Linked DNA regions of Sus scrofa: all the other regions are linked to region 1. A link is a contact called in public HiChIP or PLAC-seq data. All regions are on one chromosome and are shown on one strand. Each heading gives the region's core, a stretch centred on a gene start, on an enhancer-like site or on the middle of the called end of the contact. The rest is flanking DNA. Distances are from core to core; before and after follow the strand shown. Region 1 has its middle 19 kb from the start of CHST15. Region 2 has its middle 42 kb from the start of OAT. Region 3 has its middle 58 kb from the start of OAT. Region 4 has its middle 110 kb from the start of OAT.

Region 1 (6,265 bases), core at 2,005-4,504:
AGCTGGGCCTAGAACTGTAGGAGACACCTCTGGGGTGCCAGGACCCACTGGGTGCTGAGCTGGGGCGGCGAGTCAGGCCGCCTCCCAGGGGGTCAAGGTCCACGGGGGTCCAACAGGTCATGGTTGGTTTGGGAGCTGGATAAGAGAGACAGGATGCACAAAGTTGCATGTCCACCAGGGCAAGTTAGAGTTCAACCAGGACTAGTTAGTCTTCAGCTAGGGAAGTTATTATACCACCAGGGCATGCTAGTGACAACCGGAGAATAGCCAGAGAAGTTAGTCCACTAACAAGAAGTTAGTCTAGTCACTGTATGACCGGGTCAAGTCAGGGATCAACAGGACTAGTTAGTGCACTCCAGGGTCAAGTTAGTATAGAACCAAGACTAGCCGCTGTACCACCAGAGCAAGTTAATGTGCCGCATGGAGGTGTTTTAATACCCCCCCATCCAGAAATCAGACTTTGAGCAGACCCGGGCCTGGAACAAACCTGAGATCTGGAGCCGGCCGTGCAGATGTGAGGGACGGAGGCGCGGCCCCCTGAGGGTCTTCTTGGGACCCCTGACACTGGGCTTCCAGCGAGGCCTGGGCATGGGGGAGCGCCTCTGCCAGCCTGAGGGGGCCTGTTGGATGCCCAGAGAGAAGACCTGCAGAGGCTGCAGCCCAGGCTGGAGCCCACAGACCCCAGGAGGCAGCGCCCCCTGCAGAACTCAATCTTCCGTCACCACGAGAAGGTGGTCGTCTCCAGGTGTCAGAACTCAAGGACATGGGATTGTACCCCGGATGTGAGTGAGGCCGTGGAGAATCTACAACCTCACATCCCGAGGGAGAAACTCACCAACCGAGGATTTTTGATTTAGTTGGATGCACATCCTCCAGCCGTGCTGGATGATTGTGAGACTGTGTGTGTGTGTGTATACATGGTTTGTGTGTGTGTGTTTTATATATGCATGTGTAGGGCTGTGTGTGTTGTGTGGTGTGTGTTGTGTGTTGTGTGTGTGTGTGTGTGGTGGGTAGGGGTATATTGTACGGTGTGCCGGTGTGATGTGAGGTACCTGCAGTCTGTGGGTGTGGTGGGTGTGGTGTGTGTGGATGTGGTGTGTATGTGTGTTTGCTGTGAGAGTGTGGTTCCCGAGTACTGAATAAGGGCAAAAGGAACTCCCGCCAGGGAAGCAAAGGCCCAGGCAGCATTCTAAAGAGAAGAGACCCTTGGGGCCAGGAGGGGCCAGGAGGGGCCAGGCCATTGGAGCCGGAAAAGATAGAAGCAAACGAACAGACTGCTTTGACCCCACGTGAGGTATCAGTTTTCTCAAAATATGTTTACACAACCTGGTCATATTTAAACCCTCTCAACAAAGGGACACTTCTTCCGTTAATGTCCCGATGTTAGAGGCATTGGAAGTTTAGGAAGGTTACAGGGAATCGTGGATGCGGGAAGTTCTGTCACAGAATCAATTAGGCAAGAGGAGACCAAAGTTTTGGTCCCACCCTGCCTCTGACTAGCTGTGTGACCTGGTACAATGACCTTTCTGCGGGTCTCATTTCCATAAAGTCTTAAATTGTGTCTAGACACCCGTGGTCTGGGATCCGCGTTGGGGTCAGAATCACCTCGGATGCATTCTCTCGATGTGCACTCCCCAGGAAGGTTCCAGTTGAGTCGTTTTGGTATTAACGTGACTTCTTGCTATGGGCTATAGCTGATTGGACCTGAATGACAGGGACCCAAGGCCATGGACCAAAGTATTTCCCTAGAGGACTGAAATGACAGGTAAGCCCAGGAGGGTGGGCATGGCCAGCTCCTGCAGTGTCTGAGCGCCTCACAGCGCCTGGCAAACAGCAGGCACGTTTACAGATGTTTACTCGCTGAAGGACGAGGCCCAGCGAGTCAGCACGCCATGGCCGTTCTCACTGCAAGGTGGTAGGTCCTGTGGTCGATCGGAGAAGAGACAAAGGAGAACTGGAGAGGAGGCCGACCATGTGGTCCAGGAAAGAGAGACAGGGACAGACAGAGACAGAGATGGAGAGACGGAGAGAGACCCAGAGAGGCAGAGATTTGAGTCCATGGCTTCCCATCTCCACGTGAATTCGCAGACTCTTGAAATCCCGTTCCGAGTTCTCTGTGCAGGTTCTGCTCCAAATCAAGGCAAGAGAGGGGCCAGGATGAGGAGGCAGGATCCCGGGACTTTCTCTCCTCATCAACAGTTCCCAAGCCTTGTCTCTTTTTTCTCATCAGGGACCACATCAAAAACCTAAGCTCCTCCATGAGAGAAATGGAAACCAGCTTTCCCCAGAGAGCATCCTTAAGTCTTGGGCATCCGGGCACCCTGCGTCTTCTACAGAATTACTAACATCTTCTTGTTCACCTGGGTCCCATCTTCCCACCCTTAGGGGTGCCCTTCTTTTTTTTTAATGGCTGCACCCATGGCATGTGGAAATTCCTAGCCAGGGACTGAACCCACACCTCTGCAGTAACCTGAGCCACTGCAGTTGGATTCTTAACCCACTGTGCCACAGTGGGAACTCTGGGGGTGCCCTTTCTGCCTGGAGAACTCCAGGGGGTCAGAAAGCCTCCTGGGCGGCCATGCCCTTGCTTCCATCCGCATTCATGAATGGAGCTCACGCCACAGGCAGTACGCACGCACGCGCGCGTGCACGCGCGCACGCACACACCATCACCACCACTACCATCATTTCCTGTTTTTCTTCACTGTCAAGACTGCTTGTTCTTGGGCCACCTCCTCTTCACACCAGCAGCATCTAAAACACAAGGCATCTGAAGGATTCTGCGCTATTCCCACAGTGGTCCAGCCCCCCCTCATTTCCTCCTATTGTTTGAAGAGGATGTGCTTGATTCCGTGTGTGTGTGTGTGTGTGTGTGTGTGTGTGTGTGTGTGTGTGTGTGTGTGTGTGTGTGTAACTGAGGAAATGGCTGCAAGATGGGTCTGCTTGTCGGGGTTGGCAGTGAGGGGAAGACGGCTGTAAATTCTAATTCCTGGGGGAGACACTAAGAGAGAAAACCATCCTACATCCTCACCTTCTGAATATTTGCAACGCACTGAACACGTGTTTGCAGAATGCCTGCGTCCCCAGGCTGTTGCCAGCCTGCGGAGAAATGCTCAGGAGAAAACAAAGGAAGTAAGACCTGGACCCACGTTGCCCCGAGGAAGCTGATGATTGGCAGGTGGGGGGAGTAGGGAAAGCGATGGGCACAGTGGGGCTCCTGCTGGGTGCCCAGGACGGTGCTGACTCAGCTCTTTCCTCCCGGGAGGAGGTTGCATTTTAGAGATGAGGAAGTGGAGGCTCAGATAGGGTGTGACACAGCTGTGAAGTGGGGAAGCCAAGGTTTGAGGTCAGGTCGACCGGGGCTCAGTCCCTAGACCAGGCTGACTTTGGAAATCAAGCAAACCAGCAAAAGAAACATTCCCAAACCAGGAGCCGGGCGTGAACCCACTGCTGGGCCTGAGGGCGGGTGCAGCAGGGCTCAGGGAGTAGCCAAGAGTGGGGACAGGGCTCCAGGGTTGAGGGAGCCCTGAGCGGGATGGAGAGGGGGCTGGATCTGTACCCCAGAAGGCAACCTGGGCACCTGAGGTACCCCAAAACGCTCAGCCTGACCAAGCAGCTCCAAGGAAGCCGTCTCTGCCCAGGGATCCAGGAAGCTGAGCAGAACCAGCCCTGCCCTGAGGACCATCCTTACGGCCTGAGGGGGACCTTGTTCCAGCACAGACGGCTCCTCCCCTCCCCTCCCCCTCCCCTCCCCTCTCCTTCTCCCCCAGCCTCACCCTCCTCCCTCCCTTCAGGCAAAGCTGGTGGGTGCAGAGATGCTGGGTCTCTCTGTGCCTGGAATGAGCTCAGATGTGAATCTGTTTCTCCATACACAGGAAATCTCTTATTTTACAAAGTGACAAGTGGGGAGTTATCTTCCACAAATGTGTAATAATACTTTTCAGTGGGAAGGGATATGGCTTTATGCCTTAGCATGTCAGCATGTGCTGGTGGACGCAGAGGCTGATGGAAAGTTAAAAGGACACCAGAGGACCGGATCCCATCTTGGGCCATGGCTCTGTCACAGGATGAGCCAGCGTGTAGGCCCTCTCCATGGGCACTGCACGCTGGTCCCAGTGTCTGGTGCCACCAGCCTGGTGTCAAAGGCTGCTTGGCCCGGGAAGCTTGGGGAGCTGGGGTCCAGCTCAGGCTCTGAGACAAACTCATGACCCACACAGTCATCTATCTCCTCTCCAGCTCGGGTTTCCCCTCCAGCTCAGCAGGTTGTAGGACAAAACGCTGGCCTCACATCCAGGGGGGCAGGGGTTGCTTTATAAACACGACTAGGGCCCAGCCTAGGCCCAGAGATTCTGACTTTATTTATTTGAGGTGGGACCTGGTTATTGGTGATTTTGAAAATCTTTGCCAATGGATCCTAACACGGAGCCGGCAAAGAGCATCAATAACCTGATGAGGTCAGGGTTTCTCCCCTGGGTCTCACCTGGGGTGGGGTCTTCACCTTGGGAAGAAGAAATAACCCATTTGACTTTTTTTTTTTTTTGGTCTTTTTAGGGCCACACCCAGGGTATGCAGAAGTTCCCAAGCCAAGGGCTGAATTAGAGCTGCAGCCGCCACAGCCACAGCCACAGTAACTTGGGATCCTAGATGAGTCTGCGACCTACACCACAGCTCACAGCAATGCCGGATCCTTAACCCACTGAGCGAGGCCGGGGAACGAACCCGTGTCCTCATGAAACAATCTATTTAAAAGTCAGAATTGCAATGAGATCCTGCTGTATAGCCCTGGGAATTATATCTAGTTACTTACGATGGAGCATGCTAATGTGAGAAAAAAGAATCTATACATGTATGTGTAGCTGGGTCCCCATGGTGTACAGTGGAAAATTGACAGAATGCTATAAACCAGCATTCTGGTTAAACGGAAAAAAAATCATAACTAAAAAAAAAGTCATAATTGTTTTCACTCCTGGCAGTTTCTGTTTCTTTATTTTGTTCATCAACTCAGAGGATTTCTAGGTCACTTTCTTGCAATATTGGCTAATACTTTTGTAAAATTATGGATGAGGTCAAGGGCAGTGAGAATTACACTGTCTCATACAGCAGCCACTTGCCACAGGTGCCAATTTAAATGGATAGAAATTACATAAAATTAAAGTTTAATTTCCCCAGGGTTCAATACCTCCAAGTGACTAGTGACGGCTGGATTGGACAGCGGGGTATAGGACCCGTCTGTCATCACAGAAAATTTTCCTGGACAGTGCAGATCTGGAGACTAGATGACAGGCCAACCTTGTCATCTTACAAACAGGGAAACTGAGGCCTCGGAGCCAACGTGTCCCCCTTAGGGTCTCAGAGCTGAGTGGGGCTGGGGCCTGGGATGCTGAAGTTCTGTGCTGGATCCCCCCCTTGAGGAGAACTGGGGAAAGAGTTCCGACTTTCGGGGCTGGAGCTTTCCTGAGTCACATGTTTTCCTTCAGACCATCTGCCTCCTCTATGCAAATGTAATGCTGGTACCTCTGGGGGCCTCTCTCAGTGCCTGGCCCAGCTGGGTGCCCAGATAGTTGTTGACTGAATAAACAAAGCCCAGAACGTTGCCCGGAATCGTGCAGAGAGCAGAGAAGGGGCTTCAGGAGGAATCTTTAAAAAGCAACTTGAGGAGGAGCAGGATGATAGCGAAGGGCCAGAGGTGTTGGAAGTGGACCAGGCAGAGAGGGAGAGGGGTGAGTTCCCAGACAAGGGTGATCACAGGTGCCTAATGCTGCCAAGAGACCAAAATAGGAGTTCCCTGGTGGCTCAGCAGGTTAAGGATTGGGTGTTGCCACTGCTGTGGTTTGAGTCAATGCTGTGGTTTGAGTCAATGCTGTGGCGCAGGTTCAATCCCTAGCCTGGAAACTTCCACATGCCACATTATATATATAAAAAAAGGTCAAAATGGGGACGTCGGGGGACCCTGGGTGGCACCGAGGCTGAGGGCTGGTGGGGCCAAGGCTGTTGGCTGTGTAGGGGCTGTGTTTGCCCGGATCTTAGTCAGCACCTGGCCACCTCCTGTCCTTCAGGCCTTTCTATGCCAGGTGTGTCCCCAAGGACATCTGTGCCCTTGCCCTGGGCCCATGTTCACAGATGTTGGTACAGGCCCGCTGCAGAAGCAGCCCCGCCTCTGGCTGTGCTGGTTATGGGCAGAGGGGCCCCTTTCCCTGCCGAGCATGGGTTCTGACAGGGGAGAGCAAAGCCTCCTTCCCCAGACCGTGTCTCCCCAGCCAGCGCC
Region 2 (6,265 bases), core at 1,850-4,349, 220 kb before region 1:
CCTGAAGCCTGTTTTCTAACTCAAGGACCAGCATTTGGAATCATTTTGCTCTGCCCAAAGGGCACACTTTTTAAAATTTCCAGGGTGCGGAATACTAGCTGGCATCCCTCCCACGTGAGAAGAGTATGAGAGCCAGCATATCAATTTCCTCTCACTGCTGTAATAAATTACCACAAACTTGGTGGCTTAACACAGCACAAATTTATTATCTTACAGTTCCAGAGGTCAGAAGTCCAAAGTCAGGCGCACAGGGTGAATGTCAGGTTGTGAGCCACTCCTTCCTGCTGGAGGCTCGGGGGAGGGGGCCGGGGCGGGGGGGGGAGGTGGGGGGACCACGTTCTTTGCCTGTTTCCCAAGGCTGCCTGCATTCCATGGATGGCAGTGCCTCCCTCCATCTCCAAAGCCCAGCACTCTGATCTCTGCTTCCATCCTTCCTTCTCTGACTCTGACCCTCCTGCCTCCCTCTCACAAGGACCTGAGTGATTTCATTGAGCCCATCTGGTAATCTGGGGTGATCTCTCATCTCTAGATTATTAACTAATTATATCTGTAAAGTCCCTTTTACCATGTAAAGTGACATAATCACCGTTCTGGGGACGAGGGTTGAACAACCATGAGGTTTTCTTGGGTCTACCATAGCCAGAAAATCGCTTGGCTGGGTGCTGCAATGCCGCTGCTGCCCCTGTGAGAGATGCCCCCAGGAGAAGAGAGATGCCATCCCCCGGCATCGTGGAGATGCTGAGAGGTGAAGTCACTCGCCTGGGCTTGAGAAGCGAGGGCCAGAGCTGGGCGTGGAAGCAGGATTTCTCCATCCCAGTGCCAGTGTGTCCCCGCCAGCTCCCACGAGCCCCCGTCCACAGGCTCCCTGCATGGAGACTGAGGGCATAAGTACTGGCTGCCAATGAAACCCCCCATGTGGACCTGGCCTCACCTTTCGCCTGAGATCATGCAGTCGGTGGGTTTCCTAACATCCCTGGGTCTCGGTCTTTGGACCTTTGGACCAACAATAGTGTCTTTGCTTCTAGAATATTTGTGAGGATGAAATGTAATTCTGTGAAGCGCTTAGGAAGCGTTGGCTGTGTGCGTGGACGCTGTTACTATTACTAACAATTGGGCAGAACCCCAAGCATCAGTGCCTCCAAGGATGTGCATCACGGTGCCAGGATGCCTGTAGTTCCTGCCTGCTATGCTTGGACCCCTACACATGCTCCCTCTTCTCTTTCTTAGCCAAATCCTATTTATCATTTGAGGCCCAACTTAGACATCACCACTTCCAGGAAGCCCTCTTTGATTGTGCCCGGTGGAGTAGGCTGCTTCTTCCCTATGCTGGTAGCACGATTGCCTCTCAGGAGGAGTGGCCCTGGACAGCAAGATGGAAGGAGCCCAGCGCTACCCTCTGCAGATCCGGGGTTGCCCATCGCTTCTCGGCGTGTTTTCAAGCTGGTCCAAACCTGACTCCTTACCTGTGACATAGGTTGAGGATGATAAGCTTACCTCCCAAGGTGCTGTGAGGCCTGAATGACATCATTCACGCAAAGCCCTTTCCCCGAGTCCAGCACATGTTAAGTTCCCAGTAAATGGTAGCTGCCTTCAAGTAAAATGCTTGAATCGCATCCGTGTGGGCGCTTAGCTCACGCACCTTGGACCCTTGTGACGGCTGTGCTTGAGTAGCGGGAATGCAACATTGGATGAACTGTTATGAAGCATGTGGGCTGATCGAGTTGATGGGGAGGCCTGTGGGAGCAGAGAGCATTCCCAGGGTCCTTGGTGCTGTTGGGGGCAGTGACTCAGAGACCCCACCCCCTTGTTTTTGGTGTTTTCTGGGGCTGTGTTTAAACACTGGTGGGGGTAGACCTCCCAGACCCCAGGAATCTGGGTACAGTGTGGGGTACCCACTCTGGTCTGCTGGGGGGGAAGGTGTTTCTCAAGGTTGAGTGGTGGGTGGGGGGCTGCCAGGTAACAGGGTGAGGGTCCAATCCCCCGTCCTGCATAGGGGGTGAATGGCCTCGGCTCTGCAGGGCCCTGTGCTGACCTGACTCTTTGTCCCCATTGTCTGGGCAGCCGCCTCCTAAGCTGAGTCTCAGCCCCAGGTTGTCCTGGGGCCATAAACACCTTGTAAAAATTGCTGGGAACAAGATTCTTTATGTTGGTGGCGACTCCAGCCCAGGTCGTTAAGTCTGGCCCGACTCAGACGCAGGGTTGGGACCTGCGGTGGCCGACTCACAGGTTTTGTGAGCCTCTCATTAGAGCCCTGGTGTTGCTGCCCCTCAGCCCCATCCTGCTGGGCTCTGCCTTGAGTCCTGACGGGCCCTTTGGGGCTCCCGGGGCTGGGGGACCCTGGGCTCCAGATTACACGTTTAATACCTTCTGCACTTTTCCTTGCTCTTGGTTTAATGCTCTCCTGTTGCCTCCTTGCAAATCGTAGTCATTTGGAACAAGGGCCTGTATCTTCTTTCTTTTATTTTTTTTAGGGCCACACCTGTGGCTTATGGAGGTTCCCAGGCTAGGGGTTGAATCGAAGCTGTAGCTGCCAGGCTCCACCGCAGCCACAGCAACACCAGGCCCGAGTCACCTCTGCAACCTACACTGCAGCTCAGGGCGACGCCAGATCCTTAACCCACTGAGCGGGGCCAGAGATCGAACCCTCGTCCTCATGGATCCTAGTTGGATTTGTTGCTGCTGAGCCACAGCAGATTCTCCAAGGGCCTGTATTTTCATTTTGCACTGGGCCCTGCACGTAGCTGCTTCTGGTGAAGAGAATGCTTCGCAGGCAGCAGGGCGCTCTCTGGATGGACAAAGGCCAGGCTGGCTGGAGGGCTGGGCCTGAGGGGCACGATTGTCAGAGACCAAGTCAGAGTGGTAATGCCAGATGGTGCGTGGGGGTTGCAGGCACCCTTGGGGCCATCCCAAGGGCTTTGGGTCCCCTCCCAGGGAAACAGGAAGCCACAGGGAGGGGTGAAGAGAAGAGTGACATGATTTGACCTCAAGGTTAGAACGTTCAACTTAGCTGCTGTGTTGGGAAGAGACTCTAAGAGGAGAACTAGGGAGCTCTCTCGGGAGGCTGACCAGGAAATGGGGTAAGGATGCTGGTGACTCAGACCAGGCTGGGCACCGTGGGGGTGGAGGGAAGTGGTCAGATCCCACATGGCTTCTGAGAACGGAGCCAACAGGACTTGTGACGGAGCAGATGTCAGCCAGGCGTCTGGCTCGTCCTGGTAGACAGTTTCCAAAGAGGACGGGGGACAAGCCCTGCCCTGCTGTTCCACCCCCGCCCCCCGTTCCACCAGGAGGCCAAGGCTTCCCTTCCTCTCCCCCGCCCTTGAATTAGGGCCGGGTTTGTAACTCGCTTTGATCTCTAGAGAGGGGGGGAAAGGAGGCCGTGTTCATTCCTGGCCTCACCTTGAAGAGCCGGCAGCTTTGGCTTTGCTCTCTGGGAGCCAGGCGCTGAGCTGTAAGTGGCTGGGAGAGATTCCCAGAGGAGAAGCTGGTGGACACACAGGCGGCACCCACTTCCAGACCTGGGAGAAGGACCTCGTTCCACATTCCAGCCCCAGCTGAGCCCCCGGAAGGATGAAGCCTTGGGAGTGACTCCAGCTGACAGCACGCAGAGCAGATGAACCGCCCAGATGAGCCCTGCCCAAGCTCCCAACCAAGAGAATCATGAGGAGTAAGGCCTGGAGTTCCCGTGCTGGCTCGGTGGTAAGGAACCCACTAGTATCCATGAGGATGTGGATTTGACCCCTGCCCTCACTCAGTGGGTTAAGGATCTGGCATGGCTGTGTGTGGCAGCTCTGATTCACCCCCTAGGCTGGGAACTGCCATATGCTGTGGGTGTGGCTCCAAAAAGCAAAAAAAAAAAAAAAAAAAAAAGAGAGAGAGAGAGAGAAACAAAACCTTGATTTTTTGGGCCACTCATTTTTGGGCTGACGGAGGTATCTGTCAGACACCCAAGTGGAAATGTGTGAATAGGCAGCTGGATAGTTCAGGGAAGGGATCAGGCTGGAAGGGTCAATGCGGGAATTTTCTTGCTTGCTTGCTTTTTTAGGGCCTCACTGAGGCACATGGAGGTTCCTGGGCTACAGGTCAAACCAGAGCTACAGCTGCTGGCCTGCAGCACAGCCACAGCAATGCCAGATCCAAGCCGCGCCTGCAAGCCACACCACAGCTCACAGCAATGCCAGATCCCCCACCCACTGAGCAAGGCCTGGGATCGAGCCCGTGTCCTCATGGATGCTAGTCAGATTTGTTAACCACTGAGACGGGAGCTTCTGGAAAATTTTGACATCCAGTCTTTTTTTTTTTTTTCTTTTTAGGGCAGCACCTGCTACATATGGAAATTCCCAGGCTAGGGGTTGAATCAGAGCTGTGCCTGCGACCGACCGACACCACCGCTCACGATAGCGCCGGATCCGTAACCTACTGAGTGGGACCAGGGATCAAACCTGCGTCCTCATGGATCCTAGTTGTGCTTGTTAACTGCTGAGCCACAACAGGAACTCTGACATACAGAGTCTTAAGGTCTTGAAACTGGATGAGAGTCACAAGGTTGACGGTGGAGAGACAAGAGAAGAGGGTCAAGGACCAAGCCCCGGGCACTTGGATCTTGCAGTGTCAGGAAGGCGCAGAGGGTCTGGGGGTGACGGGGAGGCTGCTGGACAGGCATTTCGGGCAAAAGTCTTTCTCATACCACTGCCCTCGCTCCTGTGTCCTGCGAACACAAACTCATTCAGCTGGGAGGGCAGACGGTCCTGGGCCACATCCAGCCCCGTCTTCTCCGAGCTGAGGTCCTAGCCAGCATCTTCATGCGTCCTACCCCATCACAGGCCAGGCCTTGCTGAGGGCTTTGTATCTTGAGCCAAGTGACAGCTCTCGGACCTCTGTTGGCTCCATGATGGGAGTCAGGTCCCTCCAGGGAGCTGGGAACCTCCCCTCTCCCCGGCAGTAGCTGCCAGGCCCCCAAGGCAGGTGGGAACCAGCCCTTCTGGTCTAAACACAGACTGAGCGGCTCAGACCTGGGCATGGGATACCCAGGGGATCGAGCCCAGGATTTTGGCTGAATGTAGGTGGAAGCAGGTGAGGAACCAAACCAACACAGTGTCCTGGAGAGAGTGGTTGGTCCTGACTTAGGGAATAGCCTGAGAGAAGGCGCCGGGGTCAGAGACAGAAGAATGAGGTTCAGGGGAGAAGGGTGGGGGTGAGCGGGGAGGGATGAGGCTGTAGGGCTGGGGGCAGGCAGGTTGCACCATCAGGCCCAAGGTTCCAACCCTTGGGGACACGAATGGCCCCAAGTGATGTCCCTTTTGTGAAAACATCATCAGGCTTGGTCTTTGTGGGTAATGAAAAGCGGGAGCATTAGCACATTTTGCAATGCGTTTTTATCCTAATGGGTTAAAATACAAAGACTGGTGCTTAAAGGGTAAGTTTCATTTGCCTGCAAGATTCTAAGATGTGCTCGGCTTGCTACGTGTTTAGATGAAACGGGTTTATTTCATAGCCGGACGTGTGCATGAAACGCACTGTGTTGTCACAGGGCCTTGCTCGGTGGGTGTGCCTGCCAGACCTGGATTGTTTGTACGCCTGCGTGATCCTCCCTCCCTCCCTCCTTCTGTTTATTGTCCTTCTCTCCCTGCCTTCCATCCGTCCATCCTGTCCTTCTGCCATAGATTCCTGGGCACTTCCTGGGCACCTGTGCTCTGGGAGCTATTCCAGCCTTATCCCAGTGCCCCCATGTCTTAGTCTTTCATCCTCAAAAAGTAAATAATTGCTGGGAAGGTAAACCAATGCCACCCCCTGAGGGTGCCCCTTCCAAAAAGTTCTGGCCTTTGCTGCTGCTGCAGGAGGTCCGTGCCCACCCCTCGCTGTCCAAGGGATGCCTGAAATAGGGGTGCACCTTCCCATTCTCCACAATTCTCAGGACCGAAGCATCTAATTGCCAAGAAATCACACTCAGCAGTGTTCAGACAGCAACTGAGCCTGGCTGCCGTCGGGGTGTTCCCTGGGTGGTCTTTCTTGGACTCTGTGGTCCCAGAGGTCTCTGGGGACCACCTCAGGGTGGGCTGGGCTCCTTGGGGGCTTTGTGGCGAGGAGGCAGGGGCAGAGCATGGAACCCTCGGACCCAGGACAGCTGACGTGTTCTCGGGGAAATTAGCTCGCCTTGCAGCCTCTGGCTCCTCACCTGGGGTGGTACCCCTGGCCGAGGGGCGTAGGGCTGGGTGGGCTAGGTGGGCTGGGCCAGAGGGCAGAGGCCTCCAAGGCAGGCAGAGGA
Region 3 (6,265 bases), core at 2,774-5,273, 200 kb before region 1:
CGCATTCCTTCTCATCACCCTTCGTCTTGTTTGGTCCTCCCCTCCCGCTCCTGGCCTACCTTCGAGAAGCAGATCCTGAGACCAGGCTTTGAGAGAGAGGGCGCACCTGGGAGGCCAGCCCAGACCAAACCTCCCGAGGGGTGACGAGCTGGGTAGAAAGCTGCTGGGGGAGACCCCAGGAGGCACCACCTGAGGGGTGAGGTCGCTGGGGCTGTGCATGCCCACCCCGTCAGGCACCGGGCACTGCCCCCAGGACTCCTAATCCCCACGGTGCTCTAGGCTCACAGGGCTTGTGGCCAGAGCAGGTGCCGTGACCCCAGGCCGGCCCAGTGCCCCGCCCTGCAGTGTCGAGGAGGGTGTTTCCTTTACTGGCTCAGGCCTGCCTCCAATCTCTGCATCTCTGCCTGGTTTGGCACAGAAAGCTAAGAAAGAGTTAAGAAAGACCTGGAACCATAGCAGGGGCCCTGGGAGCTCGGTGGGAGGAGACGGTGTGGAAGCCAGGGCCTGCTCTCTTGCTAAGCCTTAGGATCAGGTTGCCTTCCACTGTCCTCAGCAATTCTTCGATAATTTGCCTGTCTCAGCAGAGCTCGGGAGCATAGCGAAAAGGATTTTCCTTCCTGGGGCCGGAGTGTTGGCAGTCGTGGGGGAGAGCTGGGTGGGCCGCCGCTGGCCTGCTTTCTCTGGCCACAGGGAACCCGAGACCACGGGCTGTGCACACACGGTGGGGGAAATGGGCACGCCCACTCCAGGGGAGGCTCAGGACTTCCAGCCTTGGTCAAGGTGAGGGCTGGGGTCTTGTGGGCTCCTCCCCCCTCTGTCTCAGCCCGGCTCTGGCTGCTGCCGGGAGCTGGCATCTGGTTTGAAGCTCCAAGGAACTATACCCTGTGGTCTAGGATGCTGGGAAAGCCTCTGGCTTGCACCTCTAATCCCAGGTGTGGGGTTGGAGGTGCCAGGGCAGGGGTGGGCTGTGGAGGAGGCTGCACTGGGTTGGAGGAGGGCTTTGGTGGAAGGGGGATGCTTTTTCTACCTCTGAGAGGCCAGCCAGACTGGACTTGGCCTCAGCCGGCCAGTGCTATCTGCCCCCAGGCCTCAGGCTCAGAGGACTAACCGCAGCTGTCTGGGGGATGGGTGTGGGGCTGGGGCTCTTGAGTTCCCGGCTCTGCAGAACTTAGGGTCTGGCAGCCACCTGGCCCAGAAAGGGAGCTGGGTGAGGGAGGGCAGCAATGGGCCTAGAAGGAGGGAGCTCGCTGGGGTGCGATCTGGGGACACCCTGTTGGGACTGAGACTGCTCCGGAGATAGGCTCCCAGCTCCTGAGGTGGTCTTGTGAGAGAATGCGAGCAGAAGGTGCTGGATCCCAGGGGGCCGAGCCTCAGGTGTCAGTGACCCTTGCCCAGGACAGGCACCCCAAGCCTCACGTCACAGTGGGAAGGCAGCTGTGGTCTTCTTTTAGGTCTGGTGACCTGCCCCCCGACATGCCTACCTACCATTCAGCTTGGCTGTTCAACCACCTCTTTTTAAAAAAAATTTTTTATTATTTACTTATTTATTTATTTTTGTCTTTTTGCTATTTCTTGGGCCGCTCCCGCGGCATATGGAGGTTCCCAGGCTAGGGGTCCAATCGGAGCTGTAGCCACCAGCCTATGCCAGAGCCACAGCAACGCAGGATCCGAGCCACATCTGCAACCTACAACACAGCTCACGGCAACGCCGGATCGTTAACCCACTGAGCAAGGGCAGGGACCGAACCCGCAACCTCATGGTTCCTAGTCGGATTCGATAACCACTGCACCACGACGGGAACTCCCTAAAAAATTTTTTTTTAAATTGTAGTTGATTTACAATGTTCTGTCAATTTCTGCTGTCATACATATGTATACATTCCTTTTTGCATAGTATCTTCTTTTTTTTTTTGTCTTTTGAGGGCCACACCCGCGGTATATGGAGGTTCCCAGGCTAGGGGTTGAATCGGAGCTGTAGCTGCTGGCCTACACCACAGCCACAGCGACGCCAGATCCGAGCCACGTCTGCGACCTGCACCATAGCTCACATGGCAACGCTGGATCCTTAACCCACTGAGCAAGGCCAAGGATCGAACCTGCAACCTCATGGTTCTCAGTCAGACTCGTTTCCGCTGCGCCACAACGGGAACTCTGGGACGGCATCTTCTATCTGCTACCACAACTGACTGGATGTAGTTCCCTGTGCTGTCCGGCAGGGCCTCATCATCAACTGCCTCTTAAGAGTCTCCTGGTCTTGGACTTCCCGTTGTGGCTCAGTGCTTTACTGCTGAGCCGCAGCAGGAACTCCATCATCTCTGTTTTAAAGGGGAGGGAACTGAGGCAAAGAGAGGGTAAGTAACTTCCCCGGGGTCGCACAGCCAGGAAGCGGTGGGGCTGGGAATTGAACTCGGGAAGTTGGGAGCCGCCTGCCCGCCCAAGGTAGATTGGGCCCCACCTGAGCCACACGGCTGCCCTGCGTTGCAGTGGGTGTTCAGGCTCTGATAGTGTCCTTGCGTGCAGCTCTGATTTTAGGAGCAAGCTGCAGGAGTAGCTGAACCCTGTCTTCAGATTCCAGAGCTCGGGATCTGCCCTGAGCCACCCAGGTTGGCCTCAGGGCTGAGCTAAAGGGCAAGCCACGCCATTCCTGGGCCAGAGTGACCTTGGACGGGGCACCACCTGCGGAGCCGGATCACTCGGGTTCAAATCCAGCTTCCATTTCCAGTGGCATGATTGTGGGCAAGTCCCTTAACTGGACCGTGCCTCAGTTTCCCCATCAGTGAAGAGTAAATGCAGCAGCTCCCTGATTGGGTTTTGGAGAGAAATACACTACCTGTGAAGCCTGGGACCCGTGCCTGGTGTAGGTAAGAGCTCCTTCGACCTTAGCTATGATCCCACCTTGAGCCTGGGCACCCACGCTTCTGTGGCCCTGCCCTCGGCCGGGTGGGCCCCTCACCTGCGAGTCCTGGCCCAGCATCTTTTCAGGAAGCTCTTCCTTGGGAGGTTCTGTCGTTTTCGTCCTGGGCACCCCCCTCTCTGTCTCCCTGGGGGAGCGCTTATCACGGAGGGTGAGTTTTTCATCTGGTGGTTTGATTTGTGTCTGTCTGCAAGCTCTGGAGGGCAGGATTCTTGTTGGCATCTTCCACAGCCACGTCCCCTGCCGAAGGGCCGAAATCAACCTTTAAGTGAGTGAGCCTGGCGAGAGCGCACGGAGACCCGCGCCAGGCCTAGGACTTCGGGCTGCCAGGATGTCCTGCAGAAAGGCTGCCATTAGGACTGTCCTTCTCCCCCAGAAAAGCCCGTCTTGCTCTCTCTGCTCCCAGCAGCGAACACCCCAGGACTCATCCCCCGACCAAAGTCCTCCCAGGGGCTGCTGTGCTCCGGATTTTCTGAGAAGGTTGCCGCCCTGTGAGGCCCAGCTCCTACTGACCCAAGGCCACCCTCGGGGCCTCTGCTCATGCTGTACAACCTGGGGAAGGAGCCCCTGTGGGGACAGATTGTCCCCGGGGACTGGCTCCCTTCAGTCTGGATCCACCATTCTAGCAGATTCCAGTCCGCAGGGCCTGAGCATCCGCAAAGGAGGGCTCCTGAGGCTGTTAGGATGAGCGCTGTTGGAGTGCCTGTTGTGGCTCAGCAGGTTAAGAACCCAACTAGTGTCCATGAGGATGGGGGTTCGATCCCTGGCTTGCTCAGTGGGTTAAGGCTCCAGCATGGCCACAAGCCACGGAGTAGATTGCAGATGGGGCTCGGATCTGGTGTTGCTTTGTCTATGGCGTAAGCTGGTGGATACAGCTGCAATTCGACCCCTAGCCTGGGTCCGCAGGCTGCAGGTGCGGCCCTAAAAAGAAAAAAGAAAAAAAAAGAGCACCGTTTTCTCCAGCCTTCCTCTGGTGCTGAGGCTTCAGGCCGGGGGCTGCGGGGTCAGGAGCCAATGTTTGCCGTAGGCCTGCTGAGCCTGGCCCAGGACAGGGTGTGGCCCGAGCCGTGTCTCCAAGCTTCGGGAGGCTGGGCTGAACTTGCTAGAGGGGTCAGTGCTATCCCTTCATTTTGAGGAGGGTGCTGAGGCTCAGAGAAGGGAAGTAACTTCTCCACAGTGACAGAGCCAGATGCGGAGGGGAAATGATGTCACAGGCCTGGCACCAAGAGCTGTCCTTCTCATGCTCCCTGACCCCTGGGGACCTGGAAACTCAGACAGAGAAACTATTTCTTTGGGCCTCAAGGGCCCTGGAAGTAGGTGGTGTTGGCATTTTATTTCATTTGTTTATTTTTACTTTTTTTAGGACCACACTCACGGCCTATGGAAGTTCCCAGGCCAGGGGTCGAATCGGAGCTGTAGCTGCTGGCCTACACCACAGCCATAGCCACGCAGGATCTGAGCCGTGTCTGCAACCTATACCCCAGCTCCCGGTAACACTGGATCCTTAACCCTCTGCGTGAGGCCAGGGATCGAACCCACATCCTCGTGGATACCAGTCGGGTTCATTACTGGGAACTCCCGGATTGGGATTTTAAAGTATGCCGTGCTCACCTTCGGGCTGGTGCTTCTGCTGGAAGCCTGCCCCTGGCTGAGCATACTTATGGGGGGTTGGATGAAAGCAGCTGGCTCTGAAGGCTTCCTTGGGGGCAAAGGATAAGCCTTGTTGGCTGTCTTGGTTGCCAGGAAATGACCTCTGCGGGCAGAGGTGGTGCGTGGGGGGACATGTGTTCTGCCCAGGGGGACGGTTTGACGAAGGCGGAGGGGCTGGAGGTTGGCCAGGTCGTCCTGCTCCTGGACCCGGCTGTGCTTCCACAGCTGCTGATGAGGAAATTCTCCCAGAGTTGATTTTAAAAATAGATCTATAAAAATTTCTGGGCACCGTTTAGAGTTGAAGCCCTAAGGGAAGCACATGAACCTTTCCTGCTGACGGGCTGCGGGGATCCAGGGATGTTTATGTGGGCGGGGGGATTCTGGTGGGTCACTGGGCATGGCTTTGCGGAAAATATTTTCTCGGCTGCCATGGCCTGGACCCAGAAAACCCTCCAGAGGCACCAGTGGTAAGGCTGTGACTTAGTAACGCTGGGATGTGGTGACCCTGTGACCTTGGACGTGGTGACGCCCCTGAGTCAGGCCTGCAAGCTCTGGCAGGCCTGTGGGTTCCAGCCAGAGGCTAAGCCTGGCTGCTGGACGGTCTCAATTTTTTCTCGTTCTCCATCAGTAGCCAACCTGGCCAGGGACAGCTCACCTCGGAGGGCCCCTGACATGCCTGTCCTCTGGGCCAACTTTCTTGATGTCTTTTTTATTTTTATTTTATTTTTTCTGCTTTGTGTGGCCGCACTGGCAGCATATGAATGTTCCCAGGCTAGAGATCCAATCGGAGCTGCAGCTGCCGGCCTACCCCACAGCCACGCCAGATCTGAGCTGTATCTGCAACCTACGCTGTGCAGCTGGCCGCAACGCTGGATCCTTAACCCACTGATCAAACGCCAGGGATTGAACCCCCATCCTCGTGGATACTAGTCGGGTTCTTAACCAGCTGAGCCTCAGCGGAACTCCCCTTAATGCCTGGGTCCACCAGGGTCCTGGTGGGGCCAGCGCTTGGTCCTGCCTTGGCTTCTTCCTCCTAATTCTAGGTCACCGTGTAGGAAGCAGATCATTTTCCTGCTGATAACGGCCACCTCTCACGGCAGCACGCGGACGCGTGGCCTTCACGAGTTCCCTGGGCCTTTGCTCTCTGACTTACACTTTGGGATGAGGCCGCTTGGGGGGTGCGGTGGAGGGAGGGGGTGTGTGCGGGAGGAGACCGTGCAGGCCCTTGGTGCTGTGCTGACCCTCTAGTGTTCTGGGCAGGGCACCTCCAGCGCTTTTGTAGGTGACGCCCCTGCTCTGAGTCCACTTTTGAGGCCAGGCTTTGAAGCTGGTGAGCATTTTGGCATCTCCATCATCTCTGGTCCAGGGCGAGCTGCCTTCCTTGGGCCACATCTTGGGGGTTTCCGATCCCCCAGAGCGATGCCGTAGAGGCTGCCTCAGTTTCCCCAGCCACCTACCTCTGTGCCCTCAGGAGACAAAATGTGATAAAGAGCCCTCAGTGCTGGATGAGGCGTGGTGACCTCGCCCCAGGTTCAGGCTTAACCACGTTCCGTAACCTGAGATCAGCCTGAAGCCATGGAGGCCCTGAGTGATGGGGGAGGGATGTGGGTGTCCCCTGGTCCCCTACGGCTTGGTGAACACATTCTCTGGGTGCATCCGCCTCACAGAGTTTGTGGGGTATCCCTGCTCCATTCCAGCTGG
Region 4 (6,265 bases), core at 1,620-4,119, 160 kb before region 1:
ACAACCCCTGTCCCTCCCGAACACCCTACAGGACACTTCATGTCAGTTCAGGCTCAACACAGTGGAAACCTCCACGGGGGCCCTGAACTGCTGGGGAACCAAGGGAGGCCAAGCCCAGGGGCAGGCTTGTGCGGCTGGGGGGTCCTGCCCCACTGAGCCAGGGATCTACGTGGTTGGCAGTGGTAGTCCTGGTGCTTGCAGAGGCCAGTGGCTGGGCACTGGGCCAGGCCTCTATGTCCCTTCCCTGTGGACACACCTGGGCCAACAGAGTGAGATGGAGCAGACTGCCGATTCCAAGATGTCACTTTGCTGCTGAAATAGGCTGATTTTAAAGAATCAAAGAGAGTGGTTTATTTACGGCTGAAGTCATTTCAAAGGGAATTAGGAACGTAAATCACAGTTGCTCTGGCTTTGCTTCCTTTTTAACCACGTCCGGAAAAGAGCGTTTCCATGAATTCTGTGTACATGTGGAAAAGGAGGCTGAGAGAGAAAAGCTGGGGAAGGATTTCAGAGTCAGGCGATGCATCGGTGTGTTCATGTATTGTTGTTAAAGTGACATGAATAAATCATGACACCGGGTAGGACTGCGGCTTCACGGGAGCCCTTCTGCATGGAACATAGGGGGCTGCTCCTCCCAGCGGTTCTGGGGGCAGGTGGGGCAGGTTCAATATTAGCCCCAAGGGGCAGGCAAGGAAGCCAGGACTCAGACACGAGGGGACATGGCTGGGTCACCCAGCCCGGGACGGGAGCTGCTGCCGACCCGTGTCACTTTGCTCCAAGTCCAGGGCGCCTTCTCCGACCTCATGATGGTAGTCATAAAGCCAGGACTTCCATTCCTGCAGATCATTCTAGGTGGTTATATTGGGTCACCATGACCTGGACCAGGAAGAGGTGTGAGTTTGTGCCCCAGACCCCTCCTCGAACCTCCACCAGCATTACTGGGAATAGTGGGGCGTGAGGGGTAGGGCTGCCAGGAAAAAGAGCGGATACCTGGTTAAGTGTGCATTTCAGATCAACCGTGATTCCTTTCTTGGTATAAATATATACCCAATACTGCAGTGACATACTTACCTTAAACGTTAGGGAGTTCCTGTTGTGGTGCAGTGGAAATGAGTTCGATTAGTATCCATGAGGACGCGGGTTCAATCCCTGGCCTCGCTCAGTGGGTTAAGGATCAGGCATTGCTGTGGCTGTGGTGTAGGCCAGCAGCTGTACCTCTGATTTGACCCCTAGCCTGGGAACTTTCATACGCCATGGGTGTGGCCCTGAAAAGAAAAAAAAAGAAAAAAAAATTTAATTTGATGTTTATCTGAAATGCAAAACTCACCATGCGTCCTGCATTAGTGGTTGCCAACTCTGGCATCCTGAGAGGGGGAGGCCTTGTTCCTTGTTCCCTTTCGACTTCCGGACCCACTTGCTGTGAAGACACTGGGGTGGGCAGGGGAGAGAGAAAAAGGATTCAGACCCAGCTCCTGCCCGAGAAGAGCCTGTAGGGAGGGAGGAGACAGAGGGTCTGACCAGGGCAGTGGGCATGGGCACAGGCCGATCCAAAGGGAAGTTGTCCCCCCCCCCCAAGGGTAGATTAGCAAAGGGACACCTCCTATTGTCTCCCGTCCCGGGTCTAACGTTCACCTCTCTCCTTCCAGCCTCCCCACTTCCATCCTGTCCTGAAGGCCCGGCCTCAGCAGACTTGCTTGACCCTGTTTCCCAACCGTGGTCCTGTTGGCCCCATGCCCCACAGCTGGGCTGAACCGCTGCACTCATGAAGAAGGGGGGTGGCAGTTGCAGGTCCCTGGCAACACATGACCTTTGGTTTCCCGAAACCAAAATCCCCCAGGAGGGGGTGCCCTGGTGGTCCGGTGGGTAAAGGATCTGGTGTTATCACTGCTGTAGCTCTGGATGCTGCTATGATACACATTGGATCCCTGACCTAGGAACTTCCACAGGCTGTGGGCGTGGCCCCCAAACCATCCCCAAATCTCCCGGGAGTCTATCCTCCAGGGACAACCTGAAGTTTGTGGCATGTGGCCTCCATTCTTTCTCTGTTTCTGTCTCGCAAGAACGTAGTGAGAGCATCTCGAATAAGATGTTTAATCCTTGGCAATAAGCCCACACCCAGAGTCACGGAACCATCAGTAATCATGAGATTTATTGCATCAGTTCCTGGGTTACTGGAAAGAAGGTTTGGCTCATGGGGAAACTCAGGAAGGTGGGGCCACCGTGCCAGCCCCACCAGGCTGGAGGAGACACCAGCTTCTCCCTCCTGGCCTCTTTCCTGTGGTGGGAGAGCTGGCAGGGGTGGGCCGCTGTCTCTTTGAACATCTCAGGAGTGCCTCTCGTTTGACTGTCAGGATTTGACATGCTCCATCTTGAAGCTGAAATCTACAGGAATATCATTCGTTCTCTGAATCCAGACATGGTGGGTAATTGGGGGGAACACATTTCAACTTCAAAATGGATTATGAGCATGCAAATATTTGGAGAGCTTCATTTTGTCTTTTAACATGGATTAAAGAGGAAAGCTGGTTGCCATGGAGTGTATTTTCGTCACTTACAAACAGCCAATCAGCTGTCTGCCCATTGGACAGTGATTTGCTGGATGCCTGCTGTGGGCCTGGCTCTGTCCAGGCTGTGGGGTTGAGGCCCACAAACACTGGTGCCTCCCCGGAGGTCCCCAGCCTGGCCAAGGGGCCTCACCAGGTAGACCACAGCAGCTCGGGGCGGTTGGATCCTTCCCACAGCTCTTAGTGTGCGGTGGGGCCACCTGGAGGAAATGATTCAGCAATAGCGTTCAAGCACAGCTCGTAGCCCACGCCCTGGGCCTTCTATCTGCCCCCGCAGGAAGAGGTTAAGAAAGAGCCATCAAGAGCCTGTATTCAAATGCCTGTCCTGGCCACTTCCTGGCTGAGCGTCCTTGGGCAAGTTACTTAACCTCTCTGAGCCACTGCTGCTGCTGCTTCTCCTTCTCCTTCTTCCTCTTCCTTTTCTCCTTCTTAAAGATATTTATCTTCTTTTTTTTTTAGCCATACCCACGGCATGTGGAATTTCCTGAGCCAGCTGCCACCTGCGCCACAGTTAGAGCACTACTGTATCCTTAACCTGCTCTCTGCACAAGCATCTCCTCAACCTCAGCTTCTTTAAGAAAGCGGGGATAAGCGTCATACCTGCCTCACAAAGGCGTCGTGAGGATACAAAGAAAACTGCACACACAGCACTGCCATGCGGCTGGCACACCGCCTGCACACAGACGATTGGGGACACCTTTGCTGTCGTCGTGATTATTGACACCCCCTGCACCTGTGGGTTGAACAGGGAAGTTTCCCACGAGCAGTTGCCCTCCTGTCATCAGGCCTTGTGTCCCCAACCAGGCTGCCCAGCCGAGGCTCTCTCAGCCTGCACAGGGCTACCCTTGCGCAGACGGGAATAACACCCTCCTAGAAGGGCCTGTGCTTGCCACTCCCTGCCTGGGTGATCTGTCCCTCTCTGCCTCTGATACTTCTTTCTGCCCTTGGTGTCCCCTGGGTCAATACTCTTTTTTTTTTTCCTTCTAATTTTTAGATTATAATGATGTACAATGTTCTGTCAATTTCTGCTGAACAGCAAAGTGACCAGATATGCATATGTATACACATTCTTTTTTTCACATTATTCTCCATCGCAAGGGACTAGATAAAGCTCCCTGGGCTCTACAGCAGGATCTCATTGTTATCCACTCCAAATGCTACAGTTTGCATCTACTAACCCCAAACTCCCAGTCATCCCTCTCCCTCCCCCTTGGCAACCACAAGTCTGCTCTCCATGTCCATGGGTTTGTTTCTTTTCTCTCGATAGGTTCATTTGTACCATGTATTAGAGTCCAGATATAAGTGATATCATGTGGTATTTGTCTTTCTCTGGCTGAATTACTTCATTTAGTATGAGAGTCTCTAGTTCCATCCATGTGGCTGCCGTGGGTAAATACTCTCTATGCGGGTCCATCTCAGGAGCCACGCCATCCAGGAAGCCTTCCTGGATTTCCCCTCTTTCGTAGTGCCTGGCCAGTTCCTCCATGATTCCTCTCACCCAAGCTAATGAGTCCTGTGGTGCAGATTGTGGGTCTCCTGATCTAGTGTCCCTGCAAGTGGGCGCTCCTGCCATGCTGCCCTGGCCTGCAGCAGGGACGTGGGCATGGGTCGCACCGGGTGTGGTGCATGCCTGGACATGCCTGGGGTCTAAGGCTGGAAGAAGGAGCAGCTGTTTCCACTTGCCGGTCTCGGCCAGCTGGGTGCCCTGGGGCTGGGAGAGGTGGGGCCTAGGCCCTGGGTGCACAAGCAGTGCTCAAGGCACCAGCTAGGGTCTGGGTCTGCAGCCTCATCTGGTTGTTGGGAGGAGTGATGACTCACGATCGCAGGGCGCTTCTGGTGAATGGTCCCGTTTTGCAAACACCCCTGGCAGGACAGCTGACCAAGCACGAGGCTTCCTCCTCCAGGATGCTGCTGGTGGGCATCCCGGTGGGTGGCCTTCCCTCTCCTGCCTTGGGCTGCGCTTTCCTCCTGGCTCCAGTGGGTGGGGCTGACATTTCCCGGAACACAGCCCCAGGGGTCCTCCAGCTCATGGTTGGGGGAGGCAGGATGGATGGATAGGCAAGTTCAGGGACCTCAGAACCCTCCTCTTCATCATCAGGACTCTGGGGCACTGATCATGGCATCGTCCTGCTCCTGACCTCAGTCCCCAGGACATCAGGCTCAGACCACAGCAGTGCCCAGTGGCCAGTATAGCCCGTGGACCACAGGCTGGAGAGACGCCCCGGGGAAGGGAAGGTTCGCCATTTAACGAGTTTGGGAAATCCCTTGTGTGCAGACTCATACTGTCTAATAATGCTGTTTTTGATTTTGTTTTTTAAAATTTTACTTTTTTTTATAGTTGATTTGCATCTAAGCATCGTGACCCAGTCATATATATAATATATATGTGGTCACACACCTGTGTGTGTGTGTGGAGTAGCACATTCTTTTTCTCACGCTGTCTTCCATCATGTTCTATCCCAAGAGACTGGGTATATAACACATTAAAGGCCCCTGAGCTGTCCTGCAGGAAGAGGCATGTTTGACTTTATTTAACCCGGGGGTCAGCCAATCTCTCTGGGAAGGACCAGGTGGTCACTATCGGAGGCTTTGGAGACTTCTCATCTGTCGCGACGTCCCCACTCAGCTGCTGTCTCGTTAAAGAAGCCAAAACCAGTACCCAAATCAGTGTTCCAATAAAGCTTGATGTATGGAGAGGAAGTGGGCTGGATTTGGCCTGATTTAAACCACCATCTCCCTCTGCCCCTCCCCACATGTTTTCTGGGTGCCCAGTGCGTGCCGAGAGCAGGTTGGAGCACAGTCACTTGTTCCCACGTCGGGTGACTTTGTTTCACGCACAGGGGTCTGTTCTTTCAGCTGCTGTGACCCCCACCACGTGACTAATTCCAGACCGCCTTCCTGCAGCGAGATGGATGGCAGGAGGTGGTTGTTCCAGGAGCTTGGCTCATGTGGACACGGGCTGCACAGAAAGCCCAGGTTACGCCTCCTTCAGCAGCAAATTTGCAGTGACACAATTCATGACACATTTTAAACATCTGAAAGGAGAGATTTGCATGAGATCCCATTTTACACAAAGGGAGATTTTCCTAACGTTTTGATGCCACATTTTCTCCAGAGTGCAAAACGCCCAGAAGGCACTGTGCATCTGTTAGCTCCCCAAAGGCTTCAGGTCCCCTGGCACCCTCTCCAGGAACCTCCTTGATGTGGTGTTCCTAAGGGCCACCCCCAACCCCAGGTCCAGAGCTGGATGGGCCCTCACACTGCTGGTTGCTATGGCTGAATGGCCTTTCTCTTTCCTGCATTCTGGCCTCTCAGAGACCCCAGAGGGGGTACGTCCCGGGCTCTGGGCCTCTGGAACCCTCGAGTTAATCTTTGCCAGCCATTGCCTTGGCGGGACTGGCTCTCTTTGCATTTTCACCACTGCTGAGTCAAATGCTTTGGAAAAGATTCAAGGAAGTCCCAGTATTGGCTTTTATTTGATTTCTTTTCATTAAAGCCTGCCAAAGCTCAAGCAAATAGGAGTTGCTGTGCTGATGTCCCCTGGTCCTCAACTCAGACGCCCAAAGGGCTTTCCAGAAGTGGGGGCACCCGCTGGCAGGTGATCTCTTAAAAATCATCAGTTGAGCCCCTGACCTGTCCCAGATCCTCTTGCAATCATTACTGCGAGCCTACATGTGAGGTTTTATTGTTCCCATTTTCCA

What was found. HiChIP or PLAC-seq counts read pairs in DNA pulled down with a chosen protein or histone mark.
Region 2: an H3K27ac HiChIP or PLAC-seq map of alveolar macrophages shows a contact between it and region 1. The contact joins two enhancer-like sites. A contact is called at or near these places in 4 of 47 Hi-C or Micro-C datasets (brain, embryonic fibroblasts, fetal skeletal muscle and 1 more) and 1 of 2 datasets of contacts at active chromatin or transcription factors (alveolar macrophages).
Region 3: an H3K27ac HiChIP or PLAC-seq map of alveolar macrophages shows a contact between it and region 1. The contact joins two enhancer-like sites. A contact is called at or near these places in 2 of 2 datasets of contacts at active chromatin or transcription factors (alveolar macrophages and skeletal muscle).
Region 4: an H3K27ac HiChIP or PLAC-seq map of alveolar macrophages shows a contact between it and region 1. The contact joins two enhancer-like sites. A contact is called at or near these places in 1 of 47 Hi-C or Micro-C datasets (embryonic fibroblasts) and 2 of 2 datasets of contacts at active chromatin or transcription factors (alveolar macrophages and skeletal muscle).

The regions. Positions count from the first base shown.
Region 1 is chr14:133,560,925-133,567,189 of Sscrofa11.1, reverse strand. No RefSeq gene overlaps it. Among named protein-coding and RNA genes, the nearest start is that of CHST15, 19 kb to the right of the region's middle. Within about 2 kb of position 3,254, at least 16 of the 83 cell types and tissues checked have an H3K27ac peak or open chromatin away from gene starts, as enhancers often do. A contact at or near this core is called in alveolar macrophages and retroperitoneal adipose tissue, where this site is marked.
Region 2 is chr14:133,779,170-133,785,434 of Sscrofa11.1, reverse strand. No RefSeq gene overlaps it. Among named protein-coding and RNA genes, the nearest start is that of OAT, 42 kb to the left of the region's middle. Within about 2 kb of position 3,099, at least 12 of the 83 cell types and tissues checked have an H3K27ac peak or open chromatin away from gene starts, as enhancers often do. A contact at or near this core is called in alveolar macrophages and retroperitoneal adipose tissue, where this site is marked.
Region 3 is chr14:133,763,894-133,770,158 of Sscrofa11.1, reverse strand. No RefSeq gene overlaps it. Among named protein-coding and RNA genes, the nearest start is that of OAT, 58 kb to the left of the region's middle. Within about 2 kb of position 4,023, at least 17 of the 83 cell types and tissues checked have an H3K27ac peak or open chromatin away from gene starts, as enhancers often do. A contact at or near this core is called in alveolar macrophages, where this site is marked.
Region 4 is chr14:133,716,030-133,722,294 of Sscrofa11.1, reverse strand. No RefSeq gene overlaps it. Among named protein-coding and RNA genes, the nearest start is that of OAT, 110 kb to the left of the region's middle. Within about 2 kb of position 2,869, at least 13 of the 83 cell types and tissues checked have an H3K27ac peak or open chromatin away from gene starts, as enhancers often do. A contact at or near this core is called in alveolar macrophages, where this site is marked.